Regions from separate parts of the Canis lupus genome. Here region 1 is linked to region 2. Evidence: chromatin contacts called from public Hi-C data. All regions are on one chromosome and are shown on one strand. The core of a region is the stretch at or near the end of the contact, and the rest is flanking DNA. Distances in the headings are between cores, read along the strand shown. Region 1 overlaps LOC119872366 (a long non-coding RNA gene). Region 2 overlaps SPATA1 (spermatogenesis-associated protein 1).

Evidence for each region. Hi-C and Micro-C count contacts between places; a contact is called where the count stands out from the background.
Region 1: a Hi-C map of blood shows a contact between it and region 2, with 4 times the contacts expected there. The contact joins two enhancer-like sites. A contact is called at or near these places in 5 of 9 Hi-C or Micro-C datasets (amygdala and blood).

Annotation. Positions count from the first base shown.
Region 1 is chr6:63,985,698-63,990,045 of UU_Cfam_GSD_1.0, forward strand. The region is part of intron 1 of LOC119872366 (a long non-coding RNA gene); the gene reads right to left. Among named protein-coding and RNA genes, the nearest start is that of RPF1, 26 kb to the left of the region's middle. Within about 2 kb of position 1,509, at least 1 of the 20 cell types and tissues checked has an H3K27ac peak or open chromatin away from gene starts, as enhancers often do. A contact at or near this core is called in blood, where this site is marked.
Region 2 is chr6:63,899,709-63,903,810 of UU_Cfam_GSD_1.0, forward strand. The region is part of intron 5 of SPATA1 (spermatogenesis-associated protein 1); the gene reads right to left. Among named protein-coding and RNA genes, the nearest start is that of GNG5, 30 kb to the right of the region's middle. Within about 2 kb of position 1,908, at least 2 of the 20 cell types and tissues checked have an H3K27ac peak or open chromatin away from gene starts, as enhancers often do. A contact at or near this core is called in blood, where this site is marked.

The DNA of each region.
Region 1 (4,348 bases), core at 259-2,758, 86 kb after region 2:
ATATGGAGATTCCTCGAAAAGTTAAAAATAGAACTACTCTATGATCCAGCAATCATACAACTAGGAATTTCCCCAAAGGATACAAAAATACTAGTTGAAAGGGATACATGCACCCAATATCTATGGCAGCATTTATTAACATTAGCCAAATTATGGAAAGAGCCCAAATGTCCATTGAGTGATGAATGGATATAGAATTCGTGGTATAAATGAAATCTTGCCATTTGCAGTGACATGGTTGGATGGTTGGAACTAGAATGTATTATGCTAGGGGAAATAAGTCAGTCAGAGAAAGGGAAACATCATATGATTTTACTCATATATGGAATTTAGGAAACAAAACAGATGAACATAGAGGAAAAAAAGAGAGAGGCAAACCATAAAATAGACTCTTAGCTTTAGAGAACAAACTGAGGGTTGCTAGAAGGGCCGTGGAGGGGGTGGATAGGCCAAATGGGTGATGGACTTTAAGGACAATTGTTGTGATGAGCATGGGGTATTATACATAAGTGATGAATCACTAAATTCCACTCCTGAAACTAATGTTACACACTATGTTAACTAACTGGAATTTAAATAAAAACATGAAACTACAAAAAAAAAAAAAAAGAGTACACCTAAAAAAATATCATGCCTTCAAAAAAGAGGTAAAATTCTATTAGCAACCAGTACAGGAAGCGGGATTGATTGTGGTGTTAATTATTTAAAAATTTGAGTAGCTTGTTTGGTCTTGGGATGTGTCGCATTATTATCCTGTAGTGGATTTTCCTTTCTAATTATGATTGACTTTAGGCGGATGGTATTTATAATGACTTTAATTTGAGAAGCACCCATCAGCTGGGAGTAGGCTGAGTGGATTTGGGAGAATGCCCATAGCAGCAGAAAGCTAGACTAGTATTAACATTCCATGTAGAAAATACGCCAAATAGTAATCCACGGAGGGAATAATTGAGAGTTGATTTCGAAAGCAAAACCCATTACGCTGGTTGATTTGTGATTTTGTTCAGCAGTGGCTCTAATCTCCACGGCATACCTTGTCAATATCTTTATCTCTAAGAGTGAATTAATAAAATACTGCTAGAGCATGAGAAGGGAAATCCTCAATGTTCACACTAGCATTGCCAACAAAGCTCTGGATAACTGCACACTTAATTTAAATGAAGTCAGACTCTACTTCCTGCTGAAACAAGTTTAGCACTTGAAAATATGTAGACTATACATGTCTGCCTTTTTTCATTTAAAGTTATCTTTTAAAAGCAGTCTTGAGAGAAAATCTTATAGGAGATCCTGTGGAAGGCAAAATCCTGACCTGGAACAAGGTTGTACTGAGTGAACATTCAAACGGAGCACCTGCCAGTGGGGTTTTATAAATACATTTGTGTTGGGTTTCTTGCAACAACTTTCGTTCAGAAGGTAGCGAGTTTTGGAGAAGTTGAACAGTAGTCATATGAAGAATTATGCTGGGTTTTTTTTTTTTTTTTTTCTGTAGTGGTTTTGAGTGTATGATGATGATTCATACCCATGACTTAGCTAAGGAAGTAGAATCTTTAGTTTTTCTGAGCAACACTGCCTCCTTGTGTAAGAGAATCACTTTCCAGTCCATTAGTGGATATAATTTTTTGGGAAAATATTTTCTTTTGCATCAAGTGGCTTAGAAAACCCAAACCAGGTAGGGTGCCTCATTGAAGAAAACCTTCTTGCACCCGTGTTTGATAATTTCCATTGATAAGACCAATTGCCTTTCTTTTTCAGGGACTGTTTGCCCAATTTGACATTATCTGTATTTTTTGCTTTTACCTCTAAATCCTCTCATTACGCCTTCAAAGTGAAAGAAAGATTAGAGAAAGTGGATGAAATACAAAGCAATATTTTTTCATTACATCATCTTTGGAAGTTTTTGTGGGAAGATGGAAACCTTTGAATAAATGAAAAATATTTGCTACTCAGAAGCTTCAAATTATACAGGTATTCTAACCACATCAAAAGCCATTGATCCAAAGTAGTAAAGCCCAATGGATTTAAGTAACATATTTTCTCACCTATTTTCTATTCATTCTTGGTTGGGGAGATTGGTGCTATTTGACTTCATGCAATTCATTCAACAAATATCTATACGTATTTGTTAGATACTGGGCACTCTTTCAGATGCTAGGGATACTGCAGGGAACAAAACGAAGGACTATTCTTACTCTCATAGAGCTCATCTTCTAGTGAGGGGACAAATAAGAAAAATACTAAGGTAAAAAATATATTTTTTTAGGTGGTGATTAGTGCTAAGGAGAAAAAGTAAAACCAGAAAGGGGTCGGGAATGTCCAGAGTGAGACTAATAATACAGTGTTAAATAGGGAAGATGTTAGACACTAAAGAGGTGACATTTGAGTGAAGTTGTGGAAAAGCAAAGCAAATCACAAGGATATTTGGGAGAAGAATGTTCCATGCACAGGTAACAGCAAGTGCAAAGGTCCTGAGCAGAGTTTTTCTGTGCCTGGCTTATTTAAGGCTAGCATGGCTGGAGCAGAGTGATCAAGATGCAAGGTCATAGAAGATGAGGCCAGCCAGGATCTTACAGACTATGTAAAGATTTGGGGTTTAGGCTGCCAGAAGGTTTTGAGCAGAGGGGTGAGATATTTTAACTTCTTTTTTAATAGGATTGAATGAAAGCAGATTGGGGTAAGAATAGAGTGGATGGCTAGAAGGCTAGATTTTGGTTTTATAATCATTCCATCTTCTCTGGAATATGCACACCCTCAGAACCCAAGAATTTGTTAGTAATGTAGAGGGTGCTTGTCATGATCAAGGTTTGTCAAGACTAACAAGTTACCGTATAATAGAAAAGTCAAACACTAAGCAGGGAATAATTTTTTAAAAATATTCAACAGTTGCCTCGGCAGAAATCATCGAGGAGATTGTTATTTAAACAAATGAATGATGAGATTTGGGAATAGACATGTAAATATCATTCTAATTAACATTCTGTGTTTGTAGAAACATATCCCATTTCACAAAATTGTAACTTAAGCAGAAAGAAATTTAGGACATTTAGGAGTAGTTCATCTTCTGAAAGAGTAGGCCCTTCTTGACTGTGTTAATCTAGTCTAAAAATTCCAACTAGGGAGATTGTTTGACAAGAAATGGAACAGAAACTTGCTTTCTTTTCTTCTATAAATAGAAACTCAGCCTTCACACCAGCTCTACTTTCCAGCAAAGTCTTTATTTACATTGCAATTGTTTATGTTTTCCTAGAATTACTTTAAAGGCACTGCATTTCCACTCTACTAAATTCAGTTTATTTTTGTAATTAATTATTGGAAAATGTTAACATTATTGCCCCAAAAGCTTGTCCCTGGAAGCAAACTGGTTTCTGTATACTCTGCTAGCAAGGGGCTTAGCACATTTTTAGATTTAGAGATCCCTACACAACCCTTCCACAGAGGATTCATTGATTCTGGATATTAAAGTGTGTGATAATAGTGATGATATTCAGCTAACACCAATGTGGGAATGCCCAAGAACTTACCTCCTGCCCCCTAGAAGACTTTATTGATGGCCTCAAGTAAGAAAAGTCTTCAATGGGGCACCTGGGTGACTCAGTGGTTGCTTTTGGCTCTGGTTGTGATCCTGGCTGGGGTCCTGGGATCAAGTCCCACATTGGGCTCCCCACAGGGAACTTGCTTCTCCCTCTGCCTACGTCTCTGTCTCTCTCTCTGTGTTTCTCATAAGTAAATAAATAAAAACTTTTTTTAAAAAGTCTTCAATTGTCCCATAGCTTAAAATTCATGAATATTTTTCATTATTTGTTCATTCAACATGTATTTATTCAACACTTATTATGTGCAAGCTGCTGTTGAGAGAATACAGATATTCAGAAATCAAAAGAAACTACCTAATAAGTGTCTGAATTACCTTCAATCTATATTTTTCTACTAGCAATAGCTTTACCTCTGTCCTTAGACTTTACTATTCATAAGGTAAAAATGAATCCTGGTTACATAAAATACTACAAAGATAGAATTTACTATATTGACCCTAGATTTGAGAATCACTGTCCTCTCTCTTCCTCAGCTTTAGAATAGACAAGGATCTGGGATCCCTGGGTGGCGCAGTGGTTTGGCGCCTGCCTTTGGCCCAGGGCGCGATCCTGGAGACCCGGGATCGAATCCCACATCGGGCTCCTGGTGCATGGAGCCTGCTTCTCCCTCTGCCTGTGTCTCTGCCTCTCTCTCTCTCTCTGTGACTATCATAAATAAATAAATAAAAAAGGAGAATTATTTAAAAAAAAAAAAAAAAAGAATAGACAAGGATCTAATGTCTCTTATCCTTCCACTTCCCATCCATGCCCAAAGTTCT
Region 2 (4,102 bases), core at 658-3,157:
CACACAGAGGCAGAGACATAGGCAGAGGGAGAAGCAGGGTCCCTGTGGGGAGCCCGATGTGGGACTTGATCCCAGGACCCCAGGATCATGACCTGAGCCGAAGACAGATGCTCAACCACTGAGCCACCCAGGGGTCCCAAATGGTGATGGGTATTGAGAAGACCCCTTGTGATGAGCACTGGGTATTATATATAAATGATAAGCCACTAAATTCTACTCCTGAGAGTAATATTGCACTGCATGTTAGCTAACTGGAATTTAAATAAAAACTTGGAAGAAACAAACACAAGCTCAAATGGCTTCCCACTGCCTAAAACTTCTTTAGTTTTGGAACCAAGGCTCTTCAAGTTCAAGTCCCTACCTATCTCTCCAGTTGTACTTTATGGTATTTCATCCTCCCTTTCTACCCCCAAACTATAGTAGTAGTAGTAGTAGTAGTAGTAGTAGTAGTAGTAGTAGTAACTAATAATAACTAAAAGTTACTGAATCAACTACCACATTAAGCAAATCCTGAAAGCTCCATTCATATCATGATCTAAGTAAAGGAAGCCTTCTGGAATTTGGCAGTGAACAATCTGCATGGCCAAATATTTGCAACCCTGGGTTTAAAGTCAGAGTACAAAGGGTTGTCTATGCCATCTTAAAGAACTAGGCTTTAACTAGTAATCAGTGAGTTTTCAAAGATTTTCAAGCAGGGAGATAAATAATCCAGCCTGTAACAAGAAGAATAATGCTGACTACACTCTGGAGAATATACTGGAAAGCAGATTATAAGCAAGGAGGCTACAAGATGTTTTTCAAGGTTCCTTTACTCTAAGAATCTATTATTTTACAGTGAGGAATATTTCAAAACTCAACGTCTGAACAATTGGAGGAATGATGAAACCATAGAAGTCAAGAAAGTATACTAGTTTGGGGCAACAATGGAGTCAAGTATTAAACACGTTAAAGTTGAGGCATAAAAATGTATGGATGTGTTGCATGGACCCATGGTAAGGAACAGATGATAACTAATAAGAGGGAATACCCATTTTGATATGGAAATGGGTAAAGCATTATTCTTTTTCTCCTTCATTAAAGGATTTGTAAAACATACTATGCAATTACCAGCTATATTTGATAATATAATGTTAGACCTCAGATATCTTGCATTCTCATGTACCACAAAAGAGTAATTTGGCATTTTTAAGAAATTGCACAATAATCGACAAATGGGAAGAGTACATATGGAAAAGAAATTAAGGAACTTTATCTCATATAACATATAAAAATTAGTTCCTGGATACGTTGATAAACTATGTTGGAAAAGCAAACCATAAAATGTTTGAAAGATAATACATGATCTCAGGGTAGAAAAGGAATTTTTTAAAAAGACAAATAACACTACCCATAAATGAAAATGCCAAATAAATTTGATTATATTAAAATTTAAGAACTGCAGTTCCATTTCTGCATAGGATTATAAAAAGATGAAACTAGTGCTCCCACTTGAATAAAGAGAAAAAGGTAAATAAACTATAAAATAATAACTTTTCTTGAACTCATCAGAGAATTATAGTTGCAAGGTACTGATTTCCAGTTCCCTCCTAGGTGAAAACTAATTGTTTCATCCTTGGCTGAGCACAGGAGGAAGGGGTACTACTATTACAATAAGAAGACAGCTAATATCTTAAGGAATTCTAAAGGGCAATGTAGGCTATCAGTATAGTTTGGAATCTCTGGGATCCTCAGACACAAACAGAAGTCAATACTTAATAGCAAGCTCCTTTCTATGTGCCTATATCATACTTATAGGAAAGACTGGAGGTAGAGGAGACCTGAAAGAGCCATCAGTGATTGGCACAGAGGTATGAAACCCCATCCTTCTCAACACTATTCTTTCACACAAAGCGAAAGTCTTAAGCCCCTGGGGGAAGAAACAGGAAACTCCCCTATCTTAGAACCCATGCAAAAACCTACTGGCCCTTGAAAAGGCATAGAGGCAAAACAAAACAAAACAAAAAACTGCTCTAAAAGGAAGAGCAGGTGACTCTCCTCCCAACAATATTACCTTTGAAAAGTTTATCACTAGAGAAGCGGTAGGAAACCCTCTCATCATCAGGCATAGGTAAAGCCTAAAGAAAGGGTAGAAGTGAAAGCTGTAAGGATCATCTTGGGCCCAGGATCATGCACTGATACAAAGCATTGTTTTACTACCACTGGGGAGGGAGGGGGGAAGCTCTCCTAAATATAAAAAGTCACTTTCCCCCTACTTTTAATTTCTTTAAAAGATAACTGACATTATAAAGTAAATATGTACTGTGGAGTTATACTCAGAAGGAAAATGTATGACAACAGCACCACTGCTATATGGTTCTTATCTTATATATGGAGTTGTATACTATTTGAAAGTAGACTTCAAATTTAAAGGTGTATAATGTGTAGCTTAGAGCAAGACTCAGTAAGCTTTTTCTTAAAGGGCTAGATACTAAATATCTCAGGCTCATGGACCATTTGGTCTTTGTCACAACTACTCAAGTCTATCATTATAGTATAAAGATAGTCATTGAAAATATGTAAATTAATGGTATGGCTGTCTTCCAATAAAAGTTATTTATTTTAAAAAGCCATAGAGGGCATGGATTAAAATAAAATACAATAGGGGTGCCTGGATACCTCAGTCAGTGGGGCAAGCAACTCTTGATCTTGGGGTGTGAGTTCGAGCTCCATATTGGGTGTAGAAATTACTTAAAAAAAGATTTTTAAAAAGTATAAATATAGGTATTTGATGACCTCTACCCTATAGCAACCACTGAAGGTTTTCTAAAATAAGAAATAGTGAGCTAATAGTAGAGATAAAAGTGGATCATAAAAAACTTTTCAATCCAGGAAAAGGCAAGAAAATGGAGAAACTAAGAAGACAGAAGAGACAAAAAAAACAAATAGCAAGGTGGTAGATTTAAAACCAACCACATCAATAATTACATCGAATGTAAATGGTCTAAATACTCCTAGTAAAAGGCACAGATTGTCAAACGGCTAAAAAGTAAGACCTAAATATATGCTGTCTACAAGAAACCCACTTTGGATATTCAGTAATAGATAAAGGCATGGAGAAAGATATACCTTGTAAACACTAATCAAAAGAAAGCTCAAGTGACTATACTAATACCAGGCTCACTAAACTTTAAAATAAAGACTACTACCAGAAATAATGAGAAACATAATCACATTGGGAGCAATTCATCAAGAAGACATAATAATCCTAAATGTGCATGCATTTAATAACAGCTTCAAAATACATAAAGCAAAACTGACAAAGTGTTGAAGATGTCAACACAATCCTTGTAATTGTTAGGACATGTTGACAAAATTTAAGAACTTCTTTCATCAAAATAATCATAAAGATAATAAAAAGACAAGCCATAAACCAAAATCTCACTGAGCATCTCACTGACATCAAATAAAACAGGTAGATCTCATCCACATGTCTCATTAGAAATAGTAAAACACCTCAGAAAGGTAAACACTAAACGCATCTAAAAATAAAGAAGGAGCTAAGTTTGAATTATCACTGGATATAGCATAAACTTAGAATGTAAGAACAGCTATAATTGAAGGTGGAGAAAAATGCAATTGGTTGAAAACATGTATATTTTGCAGTCGTAATTGATATTATTAGTTGGAGTTATTTTTGCTTTCCCATCACACATTTATTTTCTTACGCAATATTTTTTCAGGAGGTTCTTAGAATATAGCTCCAGCTTTATTTGTATGTTTAGTTTTATTTAATTATCTATCACTTTTTAAGAACTGAACTATCAGTACACTGATAAATATAATCATATAAATTATGATTCTTTGAAATACAAATGTCTACCAGCATTACAGTTGTTTTGATTTGGTTTGCTACTTATCTTTGTGGCTAAGATTCTTCTCGCTTATAATAATACCAATGTTCGATGCAGTAATCATTTCCTTTCTTTTTTAACCTTAACTTTATCTGAAACTATTATAAAAGAAGGTAGTAGAGCTTATTTAAGTATATTTAAGTATTTTGTTATTTTTTTTATTTTTTTTAATTTTTTTATTTATTTATGATAGTCATACAGAGAGAGAGAAA